Regions from separate parts of the Mus musculus genome. Here regions 1 and 2 are each linked to region 3. Evidence: chromatin contacts called from public Hi-C and Micro-C data. All regions are on one chromosome and are shown on one strand. The core of a region is the stretch at or near the end of the contact, and the rest is flanking DNA. Distances in the headings are between cores, read along the strand shown.

Evidence for each region. A called contact is a pair of places that touch in the nucleus more often than the background predicts.
Region 1: a Micro-C map of embryonic fibroblasts shows a contact between it and region 3, with 2.9 times the contacts expected there. The contact joins the enhancer-like site here to the promoter of Ntf3 in region 3. A contact is called at or near these places in 4 of 484 Hi-C or Micro-C datasets (cerebellum, embryonic fibroblasts and nephron progenitors) and 2 of 9 other capture datasets (adipose tissue and liver).
Region 2: a Hi-C map of myocytes shows a contact between it and region 3, with 2.4 times the contacts expected there. The contact joins the enhancer-like site here to the promoter of Ntf3 in region 3. A contact is called at or near these places in 2 of 484 Hi-C or Micro-C datasets (cortical neurons and myocytes) and 2 of 9 other capture datasets (adipose tissue and liver).

The regions. Positions count from the first base shown.
Region 1 is chr6:126,286,090-126,289,432 of GRCm38.p6, forward strand. It overlaps Gm10415 (predicted gene 10415), which reads right to left. Exons shown (of 4, transcript NR_045480.1): 4 at 560-3,048. Among named protein-coding and RNA genes, the nearest start is that of Gm10415, 41 kb to the right of the region's middle. Within about 2 kb of position 1,307, at least 6 of the 459 cell types and tissues checked have an H3K27ac peak or open chromatin away from gene starts, as enhancers often do. A contact at or near this core is called in embryonic fibroblasts, where this site is marked.
Region 2 is chr6:126,238,975-126,242,317 of GRCm38.p6, forward strand. No RefSeq gene overlaps it. Among named protein-coding and RNA genes, the nearest start is that of Ntf3, 76 kb to the left of the region's middle. Within about 2 kb of position 1,982, at least 2 of the 459 cell types and tissues checked have an H3K27ac peak or open chromatin away from gene starts, as enhancers often do. A contact at or near this core is called in myocytes, where this site is marked.
Region 3 is chr6:126,163,432-126,167,010 of GRCm38.p6, forward strand. Ntf3 (neurotrophin 3) reads right to left here and starts at 1,529. Exons shown (of 2, transcript NM_001164035.1): 1 at 1,299-1,529. The coding sequence starts at 1,316.

The DNA.
Region 1 (3,343 bases), core at 57-2,556, 120 kb after region 3:
TTCTTGCATATATGAGACAGTTATATAATTTTCCACCCTCTATTCTTTCAGTGCCCTGAATTATACTGATTTATTTCTCAGTCTATAACCCAATTTGTATTCCTGGAATAAATCCCACTTGATCACAAGATATGATTTTTCCTATATTCATCTTTGATTTTTCAAATGCATTTCAAAGAAATTTCATTTGATTTTTAAGGATATCAGTCAGTACCACAACTATTGAAATATATTTTCCGGGTTGTTGTGTCAATATAATTTGTTCTCATAAGAATGACTCAGAAAGGAATTATTTCTGCTCTGCCTTTTGAGCTTATGTGAGGTCCGTGGCACACATTCTAAACATATTTTAGTAGGTTCATCATCTTAGACCAAAACTTATTTTGTCAAAGAATTTATACATTACAGATTCAATTTACAAAAAAATGTATGACTATACAGATTTAAAATTTTCCTCACAAGTTATATTTAGCAACTTTTAATATATAAAGCTAATTCCACTTTATTTGTGTCTTTTCATAAAATTATGTATAAAAAGATTCTTATTTCAGTCTTAAGTGTGCATATGACAAGAACCGATCATAGTTTATTTGTGGTATTAGTAACTCGTCATTATTTTTTCTATGCTTGCTATAACTTTAGCAGTAGAGTAATTTGGGATTGGCACTTTCTTTGGGGGAAATTTTTAACTGAAATTCAATTTCTTTAGTAGCTTTAAATATCATTTTTATGTGTTTCTTTCTGTGTTAATTTTGATGGTTCCTTCCTGACATGAACTTGTCCAATTTATGCAGACCGTTTAATGTATTAACATGCTATTTTCACTGAATTCCCTTGTGCTTTAATGTCCTTGTGCTTTTAATCCACCCTGATTCTTCTTCCATGACCATCTTTATTAGTAAACAATACCTTCTCTTTTTTGTTTTAGTTTTTGATTGTCTGGGTAGGGCTTTATCAGTTTTAGCAATGTTTTCAAGTAACTAGCTCTAGACTTATTTAATTTCTCTGTTGTCTTGTAATTTTCTTTCCAGTGTTCCTTCTTTTTTATAATTACTGCATCTTCTTACTTGTCACTTTAACTAGTTAATACGTTCACTAATTAATTAATTAATATTCTGGTCCAAGGGTTTGAAAAGAAGACATCATGATAGGCAAGTCTTCTACCACTGGGCATCATCCCTATATTCTAGTTTCCTTTTCACTTTCTGTGTAAGCAACGTGCAGTCATTGATCTGGCTTGCCTTTCTTTGTATGACAGCTGTGTGGTTACGGGCACCTTGGATTACAATGCGGAAAGTGAAGGCATAGGAGCTGGTGTTTGGTTCCCTGGAGTGACTCACTGGAATGATTGCTTCCCTAGATTCACTCTGTTCATGTGCCTATTTGGGAATCTCTAGCAGTCTGTCCAGGTAACTTTCCTCTATCTGAAGTCTCTTCCAGGAAACTCTTGATATGTGCCTCACTTCTGATATTTAGTTTTCTTTTATGTCCCCCCTTTTGGGTAATTCTACACATTCATTGTACACACGAAGCCTTTAGTTATAGGGGAAGGTAAAAATAATGTATAAATCTACAGTATACTTTCACTGTCCTCATGAAAAAAATCCAATCTTATGGCTTTAAGTTTCAGATTTATAGGCTGATTAACATACTAATGCCTGGTGATAATCAGTCTTCTTTATAATGTTGCAGACAATGAGATTTATCATAATTTTGAACAAAGTAGGTGTTGAAGAATAAACTGTGGTAGACCCTTCCCCATCCTAACAATATAGTAGACTCTTGTCTCAAGTCTGGGCCAGTACATGGTTAGTCAACTGTGAGCTGGAGCTCTCCACAGCTCAAATGCTAGAGAAGTGCAGGGCAGAGATGCCAGCAACTGACACCCAGATACTCAGGCCAATCAAGTGCTAGAAGCTGACCTGGCTCGACTAAAATCCCATCCCCCAAGGAAAGTCTCAGGAGAGCTCTGCCCTCTAGAAAAAAACTCCCAAATGCAAGCTATGGCTCCAGTCCACAAGGTGGTTAAGGAGTAAGAGAGAGAGAGCCAAGACAGCGTGTTGATGAGCATGCCTGACAGGGGTGGGGCCGGTTGGTATCCTGGATAAATCCTCTTAGAACTGTTGTATCTTCAGCAATTTCTCTCATGTTCCTTGTTCTTAGTTTTCTCTGCTTGAAGACTGGGTGTGATGGTAACAACCTCACAGATCTTCAGGGAACTCAGAAAATAATGAATGACGAAGTTCCTGCTTCTCTAAAGACCCTTAAACCTATCCTTCATCTGCAACTCTGGCAGGTGGTCTTCCCTTTGGTCATCTCACCATCACCATCGATGTTCTTCATGGTGACCAGGTTATAGGAGAATCTGTAACATTTGAACAGAGCGGGTGATTATTTGACAGCTGCAGTATCTGGCACTGTTGACAGGCAATGTTATCCACCATTTACTTTGTGGGACTTGAGAAACAATTTTAGATCAAAGAAGCGGCTTTGGATGTTTTTGTGCTTGGAAGCAATTAAACTGATGTTGGTCAGCCTGTGGTTACAGAGGAGTTTCCCAATTCACACACATGCATAGGATATACAGCCTTTCTCCAGCCTCCTTAGCTCTGCTGATGGTCTGGCATCCCTTTCCGAGAAGGGAGTGGTGCAGCAGCTTACTCTCGGAACCCCTCCTTGCATCTCAGTGGAAAGCCACATGATGTGCCAGCAGGACAGCAAACAACTTAAAGTCACACTGGTCTGCATTTGCGTAGCTTGTTATGGTTGATGAACTGGATCGAACGCATGGAAGGAGAACAAAGCAAAGCCATTTTTTTTATAAAGGCCATTCCTGAAGCTCAGTCATCGGCCAGACCCTGGCTTTCGACTCTGCTAGGAAGAGGCTTTGAAACACGTGTTACCAGCTATATCTGCACAGAGGCAAAGGCCAACATAATGACAAGCTCATCACCCACTTTGATCAGACCACTGAGCTAGGTGCTCCTCATGTCTTCACTGGATCATCTCTGAGATGGAGTGTTTCATCACCCTTTCCACTTCTGATCTCTAAAAGAAACAGCAAAGAAGAAAGAATCATTACTATTTTTATTATGAACTTACCTCTCAGCAAGAAAATGTGACAATATTATATGTAGAAATATAAAACTTGGAATAGGCAGGCTTATAGCTGTACATACTCAGGCTACCTTTAGATGCAGCTAAGACAATGTTTGGAGCCCTAACTCTACTCTTGAGTTCTTTTGCAGTGCTTTGAATCTATTTCTGTATCTAATATTGATCAGTTATTACTACCACTGTAATTTTGAGTACACAGTCATTACTGCTAGTAGTTGTAGTCTCA
Region 2 (3,343 bases), core at 732-3,231, 76 kb after region 3:
CACAGGGGAGGTTATGAGTCTAAATGTGTGGCACATCCTGAGAAAACTGCAGTATCATGGGTGTGTCTCCTCTCCAAATCAGGTCTGAGAACTGCTCACAAAGGTGAATCACAAATTTGAGTGGTATGTGATGCTCATATTCTGGGCAAGCCCAGATCCTATTGTGGCCAAAAGGTTATTTTCACAAGAAGAGATTTAGTAGTCGTACACTCCTAACAACCCCCATCTTTCTGCCCTTCCTAAGCCTGTCTCTTTCCTTGGTCTTTAGATTCAAGGCAAGCCTGACTTCATCACGATTAAAAAAAAAAAAACAGTCATTGTTTATAATTTTGACCTACTTGGACAGGCTGATACATTGTTCTATGGCATCTCATTTTATTACAAGGTCTCCTGTTACCTTAGAAGACATTCAACCACTTCAAGGCTGGACTGATATGGAAAATCAAGTATCCACTGGCAGGACATGATTTAAAGGTGTGCAAAGTCATTGTCTAAGCTACCTTGTCATTTATCAACCAGGAGAGCAGAAGTTCTGTCATCCTAGAGTCTTTCTTAGCGTCATAACCCTGCGTAGCTGTAAGGCCGGACTAACTGCTTAAGTCAGAATCATTCATTAACTTTGTGTCTCTGTATATGTACATTCATTGTGTCTGGATGTGTGTGTGTGTGTGTGTGTGTGTGTGTGTGTGTGTGCCTGTTCCTATATGTCTTCATGTCATTGTGTCTATGTCTGTGCCTCTCTTTCTCTCTCTCTTTCTCTCTCTCTCTCTCTCTCTCTCTCTCTCTCTCTCTCTCTCTCTCTCTCTGTGTGTATATGTGTGTGTGTGCCTGTTCCTATATGTCTTCATGTCATTGTGTTTATGTCTGTGCCTCTCTCTCTCTCTCTCTCTCTCTCTCTCTCTCTCTCTCTCTCTCTCTGTGTGTGTGTGTGTGTGTGTGTGTGTGTGTGTGTGTGTGTATGTGTGTGTGTACAATAATGATTTTGGATGCATGTTAACTTGTGCATGTGTATGTATGTAGAGGCCAGAGGTCAAGTTTGGTTCCTGTTCCTCATGTGCCTTTCACCATGACTTTTGAAGCAGGATCTCCTATTGAGCTACTAGGTTAGGCTGGCTGTCCAGCAAGCCCCAGGAGTTTGCCCGTCTCTTCCTTTCAAGCATTGGGATTACAGTGTCACCAAGTAAGCTTTTTATGTGGGTTGTAGCGATCGAACACCATAGCCACACTATCCTCAATTCTGCTCAGAGCTGAGATTCATTTTTTCCACAATGTCAAGAACTACAGAGTCAAGCTTAGAGACACAAGGCAGGGCCTTATCAAAGGGACAACACATGTAGCAGGATTAGGCCCCATGGACATGAATAACTCGACCAGGCTGCCACTATTGTCTTCCCAATCTGCCCTGGAGGGAGTGATCCCATGGGTTGAGACATAACCTCACCACCAAAGCCAAAGTATGTCATGGAGCTTTTAATAACCATGCCTGTCCCTGCCTCCCCCACTCAGGGGAACAGCTGGCCTCACCCTCCCTGCTTCTCATTGTCACTTTCTCTCCTGTGTGATACCAGGGCATTGTCTTCAAGTGGGTGGCCCCATAGGAAGAAGCTTGCTTGCTTTAGGGATATGAGCAGTGTTCATTTTAGAATTTCTTTTATGCTATTGTTGATGGAATTGCCTCTCTGCATGATGGTTTCAAAAGGCATATGGGAGATTCAGCCTAATTAGGGGGCCCACTGAACTCTTTACTTGATGTAATTTCAGTCCCACCCAGGCTTACCTGGGTTACCCGGGCCCTACTCACCTCCTCCACTCACCTCCTGCTCTCCAACCGTGAGAACCTCAACAGGGTACAAGAACTTCTAACCACCAACACTGGAGGGGTCTGCATTGGCACACTTTGCTCAATATGCCTTGTCTGCTCTTTGTGACCTGGACACTGTTCTAGGGACAGAATTCACCCAGTAGCAACCATGAGCCAACTGTTAATTTCCAGGAATTGTGTGAGCCAGTTGCCATCATGCCTGGCTCCACTGTAATGATAGTGTTTATACCATGGGAAGTAGCAGGCACTGTGTCAGAGTACACTATGCCCTTTCATGCAGGGACCCTGCTCCCCCTGAGGTTGACAGATTCATCCTCTACCTTACTCCTTAGTGCTACTCTTTCCCAGGTCAGGGGCTTTTTTCCTAATGTTTCTGACTGACTCTGACTGAAGGGAATATTAGCAGGCAACCCTGCAATCACATTTGTGGATGAATAACTGATATCCCTGGTGAAATAGCATCTTTCACCTGAGGCAAAACCCTAAGCACTGACACTAGCCTGTGTTCTTCTTAGTGGCATTTTTGAGTCCCTAATTTGGGGTGGAAACTGTTTTGAAATTACTGGTCCTTTGGACATCACCCCCCCCCCAGTATGTTATTGGGAAGCAGAGTAATGTTATGTGCCTTCCTGACCTATAGGTATTCAGTTAACAAGGTCATACCCTTCCAACCTGACTTGATCTTTTGTCATATCTTTCAATATATGTGGGTCTCTCCATACTCAAAAGTGTTGCAAAATCTTCGTCTATTCCTTCAAGATTCTGTGTTTCATTCTATTAAATTAAGATCCTTGCCTTAGGTTCTTTTCCAGTTGCTATGATGAAAATACTCCAACAATAGCAACTGGGGAAAGAAATGGTTTATTTTAGCTCTCAAATCCAGATTATAGTTCATTGCTGTAAGGAAATCACAGCCAGACAGAGGCAACTGATCACATTTCATCCATAGAAAAGATGGAGAAACAGTGAAGGCTAGTGTTCAACTTTGCATTCAGCCCATGAGATGATGCACTGACAGTGAGAGGGTCCTCCCATATTGATCAAACTAGTCAAGATAATTCTTCACAGATATGCCTAGAGGCTCATGTCTTAGGTGATTCTAGATTCCACTAAATTGACAATGAACACTAACCATCACTGTCCCCAAGAAATAGAAGCATGTTTCAGAAGAGAAGGATCTCTATCATTGTCTTAGTCTTGGAATTGCCCAGCATCACAGATGAGGGCATTTCAGTCACATTTGCGTGTCTAGCTAAAGAGGTCACTATCTACTAAAAAGAGACCCATGCTTAGAAAGAACCAGTCACTTTGCTCAAATTGAACTAGTTAAATTTTCTTATCCATGTTGCCACCACTTCTTCAAGGTCCTTCCTCTCCATACATTAACTTCTTAATGAATGATCAGGAAGGCTGGACCTTACAAGATCTAGACCAGAAGGGGAGAAGAAGACAACCGCAAGGTTTCTGCACGTAACTAAAGGTATATAAGCCCCTCCACAAGGTACAATGTCCCTGCTGTCT
Region 3 (3,579 bases), core at 279-2,778:
AGTTCCCGCCTGCGACCTCTCTAATCAACTGTGTCCACACCATTCGGTGCTGGAGTCCCAGGAAGGTGCATCTGAACGCCGCGGAAGAACGCCAAAATTGCGCAAAGCAGTAGCGCCTCTTGGATGCACACCCACTCACTCCCGAAAGCGACAAGGAAAAAAGTCCTCCCCAGCCCTCCCATTCCACACCTTCAAGAGTGCCAAATTTCATTAGAAGTATCCACCACTGTGCAGAGCGCCTTGGTGGCAGCAGGAAACAGTCCAGTTTGCTATGTGTTCTTTTAACTCCGACCTAACTCTGAGGGTCTCTGATGTTCTGGACCCTTCCCATACTACCTCTTGGGGCGGGGGTGGGAACCCTAAAAAGGACTCCGAGAAACTGGCACCAAATCCCTACCGATGGCCCCACCCCGGTACCCACCGTTCCATGGCCGGGTCCCAGACCCACAGGCTGAGCGCTAGCTCCAACATCTGCGCGAAGACCCAGGGTGGGAAGCCATTGGGTTGGCGCTGGCCAGAGTAGCCCAGAGCTAGGGACCCTCTCAGAGAAAAAGCTTTATGTGGGACAACAACGCAGATACGCACTGTTGGGCTTAAGTCCCAACTCCCCCCAACCTGAGAAGTGACGGTGCGGGTCCTGAGCTTTGCAGCCCCTCCCCCAGCCCACGCCCTGCCGGGCTGTGTGTTGGAGCTGATGAACGTTGCCCGGTGGCCAGCGGGGTGCAGGGCACAAGCCGGGATCCTGGTCTCTTCCAAGCCCCATTTTTGTCTGCTACCCGCTTTTATTATAGGATGCGCGGGAGTCTTCTGGGGGAACCAGATAGGAGGGTCGGAGGTGTGTATGCATGAGGTGGAGTAGGATGGTGATGTCCAGAATCCCTTTCTTGCCTTTTCGTGGTCCCCATTTTCCCTCGCCTCCACCTCCTTCCCTTCCCAATGCAGGTTTGTTAAACCTGATCACTTTCCCAGACTGAGGGCGGTTTCTTGAGCAGCCAGGGGACTAGAGAAAAGAGGAGGAGGAGGAGGAGGAGGAGGAGGAGGAGAGCCATATCCACGCGCGCACAAGTGTGCATGCATGTGGAAGGAGGGTGGTGGTAATTGCGCCTAGGCCTGGGCAGATTCGAGCTCAAACTTTGGGGAAGGCACAAGAACCGAAAAGTTAGCGTGTTGCGCGATGGGGGTGGGGCTGGGTGCAGAATTGGGGCCCCCCACGCGGATCCCCAAGAAAATCTCCCCCACGCGATTCCCCCACCCCCTCCGGGACCTGCCCACCCAACGTGCCCGCCACGTCCCCTTACCGTGGCAGAAGTAACCATGGCATCCGTGTGACTATTTCCAGGGACGTCGACATGAAGAGAAAGGTGGACTCGAGTTCGGTCATTCAGTCTCGCCCACCCCTGCCGCAGCCACTACCCAGCGGTGGGAAAAAACGAGGGGAAGAAAGAAAGAGGGAAGAAAGTTGCGCCGGGCTATCTCGCGGGGCGGTGCGCGGAGCTGCTGGGTAAGGAGAGGAGCCTTCAACTCTGAGTCCCGTGAACATAATCTGAGCGGTTATAACCAGCCAACCCGGCCAGATGGCTCCGCGCTCAGCGCCTTAACCCCTTCCGCGCCAAGCCCCCTAGCCCCGCCCGCAGTGACTTGCAGGCCCGCTCCCTGGCATTTTGGAGTTTGCTCTCGAGACCAATGGGAAGACCTAGTCATTTCTCCTAGTCCACTTCAAAGGAAAACAAACGAACGAACAAACAACAAATAAGCCCTCTCAAAATAGCCTACTCTTCATTATCCCCTCTTTTGACCTTCCCTTTTAGAGATGGGGAGAAGGAGCCAACAAAAAACGTTTGATTTATCATTATATTTTACACGTAAATATCTTCGATCTGTCTTATTCTTGAACTTTTTCTTTTAAGGCTTCCTTCCTTTCTTTCTTTCTTTCTTTCTTTCTTTCTTTCTTTCTTTCTAACTAGGCAGATGAAGGCCTTTCTTGCCCCTTGGCTCAGGAAAGCTTGAACCTCAACCTTAAACTCTGTCTCCAAACCTCAGACCCTTCTGTCTTTGGATCTCTCTCCACCCCCTATTAAGCCCCCCCCCAGCCCCCCCAGGCCCTCACAACAACAGGAATCTGCGCATGAACAGTTGCTTGCCTGCCCTCGAACTCCTCAGTCCTGGGGGCAGCTCACAAGGCACAGTTAGTTCAAGCTGTCTAGGGAGGTTAAGTTGCTGAGGTACGGTGAGGGTGGGAGTGCTAAGCAACCGAGGAAGGGGTGGTTTGCGTGTGCGCAGAGTGTGCGTGAAAGAAAAGGAGAGGTATGAGCCAAAGCCCCACGTTCTACACACTCCCTAACTTCTCCACCCCTTTCTTTCAAGGTAGGAGCCGACCCTGGAGCTGAGCATTTGCCCAGCACTCGCCGCTTTGTACAAAAACAATTTGCCCAGAAGAAAGGGCAAGCAAGGCACCCCTTCCTGACTCCCCGAAAGTAGCGACGCTCTCTTGCACAACCGCTAGATTCATTCGAGGAAAAGATCTCAGGGTGGAGGCAAGGGTCTTATTTGTAGATTATTTTAGCTATTCATTAGATTCCCCCCCCACACACACACACACTTGATCCGAGCTGATTCTCTCAGATTTTACAGTGGTCAGAGCATCTAGATTTTGCTCAACTGCGGTCCAAGAGAAATGAAGGGGGAGGGGGGAATCCTAGTGGTAAGGGGAACCGGAGAACCAGAAAGTAGTACACCATTGCTCCTTCATTCCCTCCCCCATTCTTGCAAGGTGGAACTCAAGTCCAAGTGCCCCCTCCCCCCGCCCCCACCTCTGCCACTCTCCAAGTTGCCTCCTGTCAGGACATTTGACTCACACACAGCAGGAGAGGCGATTTGATAGTCCACCTCTTCCTTGCCTCCTAATAAAGTCTGATAAGCAACTCGCAATGTACTTTAGCAAGGTTCCAGGTTCAAAACCTGGAAATTCCTTGGAGATGCATAGGTTTGGTCCACACCCAGGAGTGCCAGAATTGCACCCACCGGTTAAGGCTGAGAGAAGCTGCGGGGCGAAAGGAGGCCAGAGAGGATGGAGAGTCGGGGGCTGCATACTAGATAGATTGTACCTGCCTCATCATTATCCTGGCTGACGGGGGCTGCCACATCGAAAATGGCCTGCAGCACCCACAGAGGCCCACCAAGGACGTCACCTCCAACGATCCCTTTGAAGGACTTCCCTCCTGCCAAAATATCTTCTTCTTCCTCCGGATCCGATCAGGCTGCAGAGTTTTCCCCTTCACCCTGCCACACAGCACTTTGGAGGTTTGGCTTGGGCGTGCTCTGTGAGGTTCTGGTTTTCTCGCGGTCTTCTGGCCCGCCCCTGCCCTCCCCCACTTCCCGCACTTGCCTCCCCCCACCCCTGCTTTCCCCCTCCCTTCCCGCCAGTCTCTCTGCCAGTGGAGTTCTAGGGGCTCATTTCTCAAGCTCCTGGTCCCGGGGCTCTACAGACTGCAACCAAAGAGGTGCTTGATTCTCTGGGAAGGAAGGAACGGGTTAAATACACGTGTGGGCTGCACCGCCGCCGGCTGCTCCCCGGTCACT